4 separate regions of the Mus musculus genome follow, and all the other regions are linked to region 1. A link is a contact called in public HiChIP or PLAC-seq and promoter capture Hi-C data. All regions are on one chromosome and are shown on one strand. Each heading gives the region's core, a stretch centred on a gene start, on an enhancer-like site or on the middle of the called end of the contact. The rest is flanking DNA. Distances are from core to core; before and after follow the strand shown.

Region 1 (2,748 bases), core at 152-2,651:
CCACAATGGACTGAACCTCTGAAACTGTAAGCCAGCCCCAATTAAATGTTATCCTTTATAAGAGTTGCCTTGGTCACGCTGTCTCTTCTCAGCAATGGAAACTAACTAACTAGGACAGAAGCGAAGAGGCAGGAAAGGAAGGAGATGGAAGGGAGAAGATGGAAGGAGAATAGGAAAGGGAGGGAAAAGAAAGAAGAAAAATCTGATTGTATTAGCTGACCAGGCATGCTATAGAAGCTCAGAGGTAAGGGAGCATTCTCAGGGCTGGAATAAGGGATTTGAGGCTAGAATCTGAGGTCCTGAAGGTCAGGATCTGGGTGCCTTGATAAGGAAGAGCAAGGGTCTTAGAGAGGGATGGAGGGTTCCATGTCACACAGGACAGGTCTTCATCCAGACCCTTTCAATCCTGGACTTCACACCTGAGGCTGAGTTGTACCTCGGCGTCAACTGAATTATGTCTACTAAAACTCTGAGAGTGAACTTGGCATGGTGGCTCACATCTGTAGTCTTGGTGCTCAGAGACTGAGGCTGGAGGATTGCCATGAGTTGAAGGCCAACCTTGTTATATAGTGAGTTCCAGACCAGCTTTAGCTGGAGTAAGAGCCTGTTGCAAAGCAAAACTGAAAATTCAACACGTGGTGGACACTGCTGTCATCCCAGCACTTGGGAGATAGGAGGAGAAGGAGGATCGAGAGTTCAAGGCCAGACTCAGCTACACATGAAGTGTAATGCCTTGTTTCAAATAAAAATAAACGTGATACTGAATGCCTCCTTAGATTTCCAGACACTGGTCCTTTAAGATGGCAACTCTTTTGCACCATTACCTCTTCAAGAATGGTCTAGAGTTAAAAAGGCCAACACAGTAGCTGCTTACTACATGAGGCTTTTGAGCCCTTCAGATGTAGATGGTGCAACTTAGCTGTTATATTTCATTTTAATGCAATGTTGAGAACAGTGTGGTTCCAGTGGTTGCTGGAGGGTGGGGGAGGAGGGGGATGTCGGCTTTCACCCAGCCCTGGGTAAGAGTTCATTGTTATTGCTGTGTGTGTTCATCTCACTGTTTTGAATGGAGGTGTTAGAACACTGTTAAGCCTTATGTGGCTCACAACTGTAATTCTCTCTGACAGCAGTGGGCAAGCCTCACAAGCCAATGTGATCTGGTTGGCACCACATGCAAGCCATCCCTAACCTTCAGATTTGTGTTTGAATGAACTCCCCAGATCTTTTTATACTCATTAAGCACCGATTGAAAGACCTCAGGAGACTGAGAGGTACTGAGCGTGTGCCCTTCTCTCAACCTGGTCTTTCTAGGGTTGGGAGAGGAGTGGGCGGGGCATCCGGGGGAGAGAGCCCTGCCTGCTACTGTGACATCACAGAATGAAGTCATAGTAACCCATCCCTACCCAAGCTGGCGGCGTGCCTGAGGGGCATTCATCCTCTCCCAACTGCCCACATACCACCTTACCCCCTCTGCTGGCAAGAGGGGACCTGGTGCACCCTCTCCCTCAACACCTGAGCCACGCAACTAAGACCTGTCAGAGCAGAAGCTGAGACACATTTTCAACTCCTGTCAGCTGACTCAAAATGTTTGTCTCACCCAGGAGGTAGGTACACAGCTTTTGGAAATGTTGTTAAAAAAAACTAATTATATTTATTTCACTATTTGAGCCCCATCTCTAGTGGCATGAACACACACACACACACACACACACACACACACACACACACACACACGGAGAGGGGAGTAATGTATAGTTATTGAGCAGTGAGCAAGTATGTTCAGAAGGCCCAGCTAGCCTAAGAAAGCGGCATTGGTGAGACTGGGACAGAGCTCAAAGCTCTGAAGAGCCAGCAGTGTGGGCTCAGGCAGCTCCCCCAAGTTCAGAAAGAAGCCCCCAAAGTACACACATCAACCATCAACTGGTGGAGCCCTTACAGATATGAACATGATAGCAAAAGCCAGTCAGTGCCTGAAATGTTAGTATCTTTCAGGATTAGTTCTCTAGAGAGGGGGCAGGGTTATGGGGAAGCCTGGTGTTAACATGAAGCCACAGATATAAAGCACAGGACACTTGAACCCTTGCCTCATTGTGGAGGCCGTTCCATGACCCGAAATCTGTGGCTTTTGTTAAAAAGTGTCTCCCTGCCCTTTGCTGTGTGGGCACGTTCCTTCAAAAGCAGTGGGCCTTTTAGGGTTGCGGGTCTAAACGCGGACTCTACCATGTCTACATCTGTGATCTGGTGCAAATCAAAGATCGAATCCAAGCAGCACAATGGAGATGGTGCTCTATACCTGGTGGGGTGCGAGGGCCTCGGGAGCAGTTAGCTAGCGAAGGGTCTAACCACTGGCCTGGTAGTTTGGGATGCTTTTTCCTTAGATTCCGCTTTCCTTCCACCTCTTTAGATCTTCAGAACAAAACTGTAGAGGACTCCCCACCTCTCCCGCCAGCCCTTGGGGAAGCAGGTAGGTAACCAGTAGTCCTCAGATGTGTTAAGGGGTTCATGTGCTCACCTCTCGTGTCTACAAAACGAGGCAGGCCTACCTTACCCCTCCATCAGAAAGGACCTAGGGAACCACGTTTTGGAGGGAATAGGGAAACGCTTGATTTGGGATTTGACAGCAACCAGGACACTTGTCCCGTCTGGTGTTAGGAATTTAACCCAGGATCCATTCTCTTCTCTGGGCTGGTCCTCGCCTGCCCTGATGGATAGGCCAACCGGATGCAGGACCCACCCAAGGAAGAGAAA
Region 2 (2,748 bases), core at 68-2,567, 1.4 Mb before region 1:
CTTTTTACCTTGGGGAATACTGGACGTGGTCTGGAGGCACTTTCAAGGATGTTAAAGGCCTCAGAGTGCACAGGACACACTCACACACACGGACGGACACACACATATGCTCACTCATAACTGGACAGAATTTCAACAGTACTGAGTTTAAGAAAGTCTAATCCAATTAAACTGCTCGTTCAAAACAAGCCAACCACTTCATCGACTAGTCTGGTGTTCTACAGACCCGGTGTCATACAGGGCTCTATCCTGGAACACTGAAGTCAATAAATACTCGGCAAGCAAACCATCAGGTGGGTGAGCCCAGCCCCCATCAGGCATCCTGAAAGAGTCACCTCCTCTGAACACTTGTCTCCTTGGATCAGAAGGGTCAGTGAGGTCACAGAGTGGGATATGGAGACACACCTGCACTTTTTGGGGTGACACTTCACTAGCCACGTGCCATAGGACCCAAAGGTACCGTTCACCTTCGTTTTTATTTTATGTACAGTCCCTACAATGCCTGCAGCTTCTTTCTCCACTAAATGAATATTACCAAACGAAATTGTGATTTGTATTTCATAATTCACAGGTGTCATTTCTAGCAATGACAAATTTATTTCTTCCTCTAACAAAGGCACTTCTTCATTACTTTTTAAAAAATATTTATTTGTTTATCTGGATTTTTTATATTTTGGTGTTTGGAAACAGTGTCTCATTCAGTAGCCCAAATTGTCCTCAGACTTTCATTAATCCTCCTGCCTCGACTTCTGGAACGCTTTACAAACCCAGCTACAGTGGTTTGCTTGCCTGGGTTCAGTAGCAAAAGATGAGCTCAGTCAGCTTGAAGTCTGTTGCCTACTTCACAATGTCACCTAGGGCACCCTTGGCCAACTTCACAATGTTGCCTTCAGCGAGTCCTGCCCAGACATGGGTCTCTATGGAAGCTCAGGGGTAGATCTGCTTCTAGCCCCGCGTGAATCAGCTCCGCCCAATGAAGACACAAAGCTAAGGTCTGGAGGTGTTGAGCTCCTGAGGTCAGACAGGCTGGCGCAAGAAGCCCTGATTCCTGACGGATGAGGGACCTGAGAAGACAGAAGGCCACAGAATCCGACCTACGGGGAGGCATGCGACCCACTGCTGCCTCGGTTTCCTTATCCTCTGCTACAGGGACCAAGGCCACCTTTAACTGATTCCTTAGCCCTGAGCCCCACCCTCCAGGAGGCGACCAGAGAAAGCAGCACAGCCCCGGCACTTCCCAAAAGCGCGACAGAGAACTTTCCCGGCCTGGCCCACAGGTGGCTGGAGGGTCAGACCAGACGGAAAGGATCCGCCTCTCCTAGCCTGGGGCTCAGCAGGGCGAAGGTTGGTTCCCAAGGCCACGTGAAGCGCCCAAGCAGGCAAGACTAATGTCAGAAGAAAGTTAAGATCGGCCCGGCCTCTGCAACGCAGCGCCCTGCTACCATCCTCAAGTGCGGCTCTTGCAACAGCTGCCACCGCCGGCGCCAGCGGGACCTAATCCAACCAGGCCGAGGTCACAGCGGAGGAGCGATGTGCCACCGCAGCCCTGGCAGGAGCCTCAGGCCGCCATCGCCGCTGCTGCTGCTGCTGCCATTGCTGCTGCAGCCTCCCTGGGCGGCTGGCGCTGCCAGCCAGAGCGACCCAACAGGTGAGCAGAACGGCCGCCCGCGGACTAGGGGCGTTGCCCTGTACCCCCACGCCGGCGGCTGGCCAGAGTCCCAACAGCTTTGCATCTAGGGGCGTCTTGGGTCGTACTTCTTGGTGGGGAGCCTGGCGGGTTACGTTCCAGCCCTGAGGTGGATCAGCGGTGGCATTGAAGGAGGGTACAAGGGCTCTCCAACGTAAAATGTTTTGGCCTTAATTCTGTCCCATATCTTGTCCCGGACAACCTCGACTGGTCCAAAAGGCTCCAGTCCAGAGATTTTTCCAAATCAGACTGAGGTGTGATTTCGAGCTGACCTTTGTTCTGCTTCTAGAAGTAGACAAGTGACTTGGACTTAAGAGAACTGATAGCAAACTGGTTATGCCATCTTGATATGGGACAGGGCCAGAGCTTAAGGCTGCTGAGCTCTTCTGAATGGCCTCAGAATCCTAAAGTGGATTAAAGTCTCCGTTCTACTGCACAGAGGCTGCGACTGGGGGGAAGTCAGGAATTTGCCTAAGCGATAAGGTAGCTGGGTTGCCAGAGGGCACTGGTGTAATCCTTCCCTTCAGAAAAAACAGGCCTCAACAGGTGTCCTTCCAGTCTCACCCTTCCATTTGTAACAAGACCAAAATGAATTGTGGGATGCGTAGACTTGGAAGATTCTAAAAGTCAAATTCAGAGAGGACGACTGATTTCGTAATCGTCTCCTTGTTTGACCCATTCAAGAATAGGAAGGGACGCGGGCAGTGTCCCCTTTCAAAAGTCGCTGATTTTTCTCGTTACCGTCTCTCAACGAGTACCCGCACCCTTGCCATTTGGAAGTGTTTGCTTTCAAAGCCTGCTCCACTCATGTCTGGAAACTTCCCAGTGGGCACAGGCTTGTGGGATGAGAAGGGTCCGGAAGTGCCTGATGTCTCCCCTGATTTAGCTGTATGTTCTTTGGTCATCCCTCCCTACCCCCGCCACATGAGCGCTCACGCTCACACACACACACACACACACACACACACACACACACACACACCCTTTAGTCCAGAAAAGCTGCTGGTTCCTTACCATGGCCAGCAATCCTGAAAGGCTCCTCCACATGACAGCTTTGAGGA
Region 3 (2,748 bases), core at 90-2,589, 1.2 Mb before region 1:
AGCCTTGACAGCAGATGGGGGTGGGGGGGAGCTGTAAGGAGGGGATGGGACTGGAAAAGCCCATAGGGTTCCTTAGCTTATCAGAACTGAGGCAATTATGAGAACTTTGAATTCCTTCTCATGTTGGTCATGTTGCCCGTGGCAGAAGGGATGTGAGAAGCAAGACCCTCGAGAATACATATGAGAGACTAACTGGTGAGAGTAAAGCAGTTTCCTATTCACCATTCTGCAGAAAGGCACACCAACATAGAGAAAAGACAAAAATAGCTACCCTGTGGTTTTCAAGTCCCTGATCATAAGACATTCCTGCTTTCCCTATTGGCTGGAACTCTAGTGAGTTACAATCTTCATTTCTTCTCCCCAAGTTCCCACCCTACTGCTTCTATAAGCAAAGCCTTAACTAATTACTCTCCTAGAGCGGATTGTATAAGCCAGATTGGCCTTAAACCTGCCTCAGTTCCCTGGCCTGGCCTCCAGAGCACTGGGATTGCAGGCATGCACTATGTATGGACAGGGGTTTTGTTCATGCGTGGTGTTGTCTTTGAGACAAGGTATCATGCAGCCTCAAGCTTACTAACAGAGGCTACCTTTGAGCCCCTGCCATTCTTGCTTCTACTGTCTCAAGCTGACGTTGTAAGTATAGACGACCACAGGAAGAACTGAACCTCTCCTAAAGCGCGGTGCTTCGCCTGTATTTACCAGTCAGTTCTCAAGCACTGTAAAGAAAACACCTGGATATGTCAGCTATAAAGAAAATTTCTAAAGCCAGACATGGAGGCCCATGCCTGTAGTCCCAGCACTCAGCAGACCAGCATGGGCTAGTGAGTTCCAGGCTGGACTGGACGACTGAGATAGCTCAGGAGACAAACAAGAGTAGGAGTTTGTGCAAAATGCTAGGGAGGAAAACAATGGGTCAGCCTCAGAAAGCGAGTGCTCACCGGAGAGAATAAAGGAGAGCTGTTGGCATTGGGGACAATGGGGACAAAGGCCCAGTAGGCAGAGAGCTTCCTATTATTTGATCCCCAGCACCCCCATAAACTGGGTGTGGTGGTGCATCCCTGTGATCCGGCGAGTGGGAGGCAGCCTCTGGAGGGTCAGAAGTGTAAGGTCACCCTCAGGAGCAGAACAGTCGAATGCCTTCTCTCAAAACAAACAAACCCGCAGTGTCCAAGGCTGTCGACATTAAATGCTAGATTAAGCAGCTAATCTCGAGGCCTTGAAGAATGAGAGTGGAATTTTCCTGAAAGCTGGCTGTGGGAGGCAGGAAGGCATGTCCTGTCCTGCCCAGAGATCAGATGAGCTACTTTGAGTGGGAAGGCAGGCCAATGCGGTCCTTGGTTCCCACACCCTCAGCTGAGTGAATGTTGACTCATGCTTGAGAACATGAACATGAGTCACAAGCTACACACCATCAATTAAGAGGGTTACAGCAAACTGTGTGGTAATTCACACTTGTAAGACTGGCCTCTGGAAGGCTGAGGCAGGAGAAAGACTGTGAGTTTTGTGAGTCCATTCTGAGCTACAACATGAGACAAGAACTCGAGCTAACTGAGGACCGTGTTTGGGCTCTCACTTCTACACACCTCCTTGTGGTTTTTCACTTCGGGGCTGAAAACCATCTCTGAAGAAAACCAGGAACACATTGCTTCCAAATTTGCTTCTCTTGAGCCAAGTGTGGTGTCGTGCCCCTTAAATCCCAGCACTTGGGAGGCAGATGCCGGAAGAAGATCTATGAGTTTCAGGTGAGACTGGTCTACACAGCTATTCCAGGACTACAGAGAATAGCTGTTCTCAACCTGCAGGTCAAGACTCCTTTTGGGATCAAACAACCTTTTCACAGAGGTCAAATATTGGATATCCTGCATATGCAATGCCTAAATTATATTTCATACCAGTAGCAAAATTACATTTATGAAGTAGCAACAAAAATAATTTTATGTTTGAGGGTCACCACTGTTAACTTTCAAACCCAGAATAAACAACTGAGGTCCTCATTTAATATATCAAAGAGGTCCTGGCAATCAGGTTCTTCCAGCATCCCCTAGTCTGGCATACTCCACCCCCATCCTGAACTCTCCAGCCTAGGGCATGGGCTTCCTTTTCCACACAGGCTATTCTGCATATAATCCAGACATTTTGGCTACCTGCCCTCTTTTGTGTAACTTTGGCCTCCTGGCTCCCCTCTCTGCTCCCCCTCCCACTCCCCATCTCCCACATGCCTTTGCCTCTGCTCTCCCACACACCTGTAATAAATGTTGTTCTCCACCATACCTAGGATGACGCATGTCCTTTCCTTTCATTTTTATTTCTTCTTTTCATTCAACCAGAACATGAGAAACTGTATTGTAGGGTCACAGCATTAGGAAGGTTAAGAACTAGTGACATAAAGAAATCTAGTCTCAAGGGCTGGAGAGATGGCTCAGCAGTTAAAAGCACTGACTGCTCCTCCAGAGGTCCTGAGTTCAATTCCCAGCAACCACATGGTGGTTCACAACCATCTGTAATGGGGTCTGATACCCTCTTGTGTCGTGTCTGAGGATGATTAACTGTTACATTGTGATTGAAATGCCTACTGGGCTTTGCTGATACAGCGTTGCCCTGGGTTCTCAAGCCAGAGAAGGAGTGGTCAAGTGTTGCCCATGCCCTGGACATCTCTCAGAGAGCCCTGCAGGACGGGGGCCTGCTCCCTACCCAAATCAGGCTTGGGCCTTCTCATCTCCATAAAGACAAAGGCCTTGTCACCTTAAG
Region 4 (2,748 bases), core at 110-2,609, 1.2 Mb before region 1:
GAAGAATTTGGGTAGGGAGAGCTGTGGCACAGGGTCAGCTCCAGGGCACAGATGGAAACCGGAAGGATTCTGTCCCCAGCTGTTCCATGGTTCCTGTGTCCTGATGGCTCTGGGTGGATCCCTCTTGGGCCAGAAATTTGAGCAGAAGTGGTGGTCCTACCTGTGCTCACAGATGTGTACTCCTGGGAGATGAGCTCTCTTCCATTGGGTACCGGGTATAGAGAGCTGTGGCACAAGGTCATCTCTGGGTGCAAATGGGAAAGCTACCTGTGTCATTCTACATAGGTAGTCTACCCTTCTCTTAAGCCTTTCCAAACCTAGAGGACTCCTTTGCTCTCTTTCTTAGAGTAGTGTTTTACCTATGTCCTGACAGCTGCTTCTCTGCTGTCCCTGGGAGCCCAAAGAGAAAATTCCTAAAATCCCTATCTCTTATCTGGAGCTTCTTCCACAAAGGTAGGTGTGTGTGTGTGTGTGAGTGAGTGTGAGAGTATGAGAGTGAGTGTGTGTGAGTGTGTGTGTGTGTGAGTGTGAGAGTGTGTGAGTGAGAGTGTGTGAGTGAGAGTGTGTGAGTGAGAGTGTGTGAGAGTGTGTGAGTGAGAGTGTGAGAGTGTGTGTGTGAGTGTGTGTGTGTGTGTGTGTGTGTGTGAGAGAGAGAGAGAGAGAGAGAGAGAGAGAGAGAGAGAGAGAGAGAGAGAGAGAGAGAGAGAGATCCAGTTGCTTATAAAAGAAATCTCTAGGCCTGGTGAGATGGCTCAGTGGGTAAGAGTACCTGACTGCTCTTCCAAAGGTCCGGAGTTTAAATCCCAGCAACCACATGGTGGCTCACAACCATCCGTAATGAAATCTGACGCCCTCTTCTGGTGTGTCTGAAGACAGCTACAGTGTACTTACATATAATAAATAAATAAATCTTTAAAAAAAAAAGAAATCTCTAGCTTTTCCCCTGCACCCTTGCCAGACTGAACCATGTCACCACCATAGAGGAGAGGGACTCCAAGACAAGTCAGTAAGGGTCGAATCATTTCACCTTTACAGTGAGGCAGCTCAAGGCTATCCAGCTGGCTTTGCCTCAGGTCATAGAGCAGATGGAAACCACAAAACGTCTCCCAAGCAACTTGTTTTAAACCAGGCAGGGACTTTCCATTCCTGAGCACTCTTATCTATGGAGGCTTTTAGAGGCGCACTCAAACCTCTCTTCAGGACACACCTAACTGCATCTGACATTTATGTAAGCTTTTGTAGTTTGCTAACTATTAGGTTTTCTAGGTACAATAATCAAATATCCTGTAACACCTCTTGGTCTATTTGCTCTCAACCTGGCAGGGAGGGAGGGTGTGGCAGCAAGGACAGCTAGAGGCTGTGGTGGTGAGACAGCAAGGGCACCTGCATACCTCTCAGTAGACTCAGAAGCAGGGACTGCAGAGAGTACCTCAGGCAGCACTCAGGCCCAGGCTGTAAAGGTCAAGGTCACACCCATTTTTCAGCAAGTTTCCACTTTCCAAGGCTCCCCAATCTGCCAGCAGTGCTTTGGGCTAGGGACCTGGCTTACCTTTTGCTATTAACTCTGTTCTGTTTGTTTGGTTTCTGACTCCAGGACAAGGGGCTGGGGTGCATATTTCACATACCAAAGCAGAGCTGGCTTCCAGGTTCTCCCAGCATCCCTCAGGCCTACCTGGCATACCTTGATCCCCACCCTGAACTTTCCAGCCCAGGGGCGGAGCTGCCCTTCCCCCAGAGGCTCTTCCCTATATAAACCAGACTTCTTACTCTCTCCTCCTCTCACCTTCTCTCTCTTCTCATCCTCTCCGCGAACTCTCTCTCTCTCTTTCATTCTCTCTACCCAACTCCTCTCTCTCCCTTCCCATGGTGACTTCTCTAGCCTCCTTCCTTGGGGTTCCCAGAGAGCAAGCCTCAGGGTGTCAAGACCATCTGACTCTATAGCCCAGGCCAGTAACTGTCAGGAACTGGGCATGTGAGAAGTTGATCTATAAGTGATCTGGGTAGGAGGCGCTGTTATCCTGACCTCGGATGTTTGCCATTAAGTGTTTTTATATGTTTATGATTTAAGATTGTGAAAATGATTGTGGTTTCACAGCATATGCCGTGTGTAATTTGATTGAGCAGGTAGCCGACCCTGAGTAGTAAATCTAACTTCATCATCCTGGTTCCCCTCACTGTAACAGACATTTAGAGTCAGTGACTGGTGGTACAGCCTTTGGGGAGTAAAGCTATTGCAGCAGACTTGGGTCGAACAGAACCCACTGCATTCCACTGGAGAGCCTCTGCTCCAGAGCTGGCCCATGACCTGTGTGGTGAGGACGTCATCAGAGTTGTTATTTAGTGCCTGTACTCTACAGCTTCGATGGGGACTGTGGGAGATGGAACGTGGGTCATGAATTTTCACCATTAATACCCCCCTTTCCTTTTTCCTCTCCCTCTCCTTTCCCTCTCCTCTCCCTCTCCCTCTCCCTCTCCCTCTCCCTCTCCCTCTCCATCATCTCCCTCTCCATCATCTCCCTCTCCATCATCTCCCTCTCCATCATCTCCCTCTCGATCATCTCCCTCTCCATCATCTCCCTCTCCATCATCTCCCTCTCCATCATCTCCCTCTCCATCATCTCCATCTCCATCATCTCCATCATCTCCATCTCCATCATCTCCATCTCCATCATCTCCATCTCCATCATCTCCATCTCCATCATCTCCATCTCCATCATCTCCATCTCCATCTCCATCATCTCCATCTCC

The links. Promoter capture Hi-C pulls out the DNA fragments that hold promoters and counts their contacts. HiChIP or PLAC-seq counts read pairs in DNA pulled down with a chosen protein or histone mark.
Region 2: an H3K27ac HiChIP or PLAC-seq map of large pre-B cells shows a contact between it and region 1, with 6 times the contacts expected there. The contact joins the promoter of Plbd1 here to the promoter of Gsg1 in region 1. A contact is called at or near these places in 3 of 39 promoter capture datasets (embryonic stem cells, hippocampal neurons and pre-B cells) and 2 of 115 datasets of contacts at active chromatin or transcription factors (large pre-B cells and pancreatic cancer cells).
Region 3: a contact with region 1 is called in an HNF4G HiChIP or PLAC-seq map of pancreatic cancer cells. The contact joins the enhancer-like site here to the promoter of Gsg1 in region 1. A contact is called at or near these places in 3 of 39 promoter capture datasets (cranial neural crest, embryonic stem cells and hippocampal neurons) and 1 of 115 datasets of contacts at active chromatin or transcription factors (pancreatic cancer cells).
Region 4: a promoter capture Hi-C map of embryonic stem cells shows a contact between it and region 1, with 4 times the contacts expected there. The contact joins the enhancer-like site here to the promoter of Gsg1 in region 1. A contact is called at or near these places in 5 of 39 promoter capture datasets (the 3T3-L1 cell line, embryonic stem cells, hippocampal neurons and 2 more).

Annotation. Positions count from the first base shown.
Region 1 is chr6:135,252,989-135,255,736 of GRCm38.p6, reverse strand. Gsg1 (germ cell associated 1) reads left to right here and starts at 1,401. Exons shown (of 7, transcript NM_010352.2): 1 at 1,401-1,604; 2 at 2,405-2,464.
Region 2 is chr6:136,660,462-136,663,209 of GRCm38.p6, reverse strand. It overlaps Plbd1 (phospholipase B domain containing 1), which reads left to right and starts at 1,317. Exons shown (of 11, transcript NM_025806.2): 1 at 1,317-1,648. The coding sequence starts at 1,531.
Region 3 is chr6:136,498,067-136,500,814 of GRCm38.p6, reverse strand. All of the region lies in intron 3 of Gm44140 (a long non-coding RNA gene), which reads left to right. Among named protein-coding and RNA genes, the nearest start is that of Gm44140, 19 kb to the left of the region's middle. Within about 2 kb of position 1,339, at least 126 of the 459 cell types and tissues checked have an H3K27ac peak or open chromatin away from gene starts, as enhancers often do. A contact at or near this core is called in embryonic stem cells and pancreatic cancer cells, where this site is marked.
Region 4 is chr6:136,406,587-136,409,334 of GRCm38.p6, reverse strand. All of the region lies in intron 1 of E330021D16Rik (RIKEN cDNA E330021D16 gene), which reads left to right. Among named protein-coding and RNA genes, the nearest start is that of E330021D16Rik, 7.6 kb to the left of the region's middle. Within about 2 kb of position 1,359, at least 28 of the 459 cell types and tissues checked have an H3K27ac peak or open chromatin away from gene starts, as enhancers often do. A contact at or near this core is called in embryonic stem cells, where this site is marked.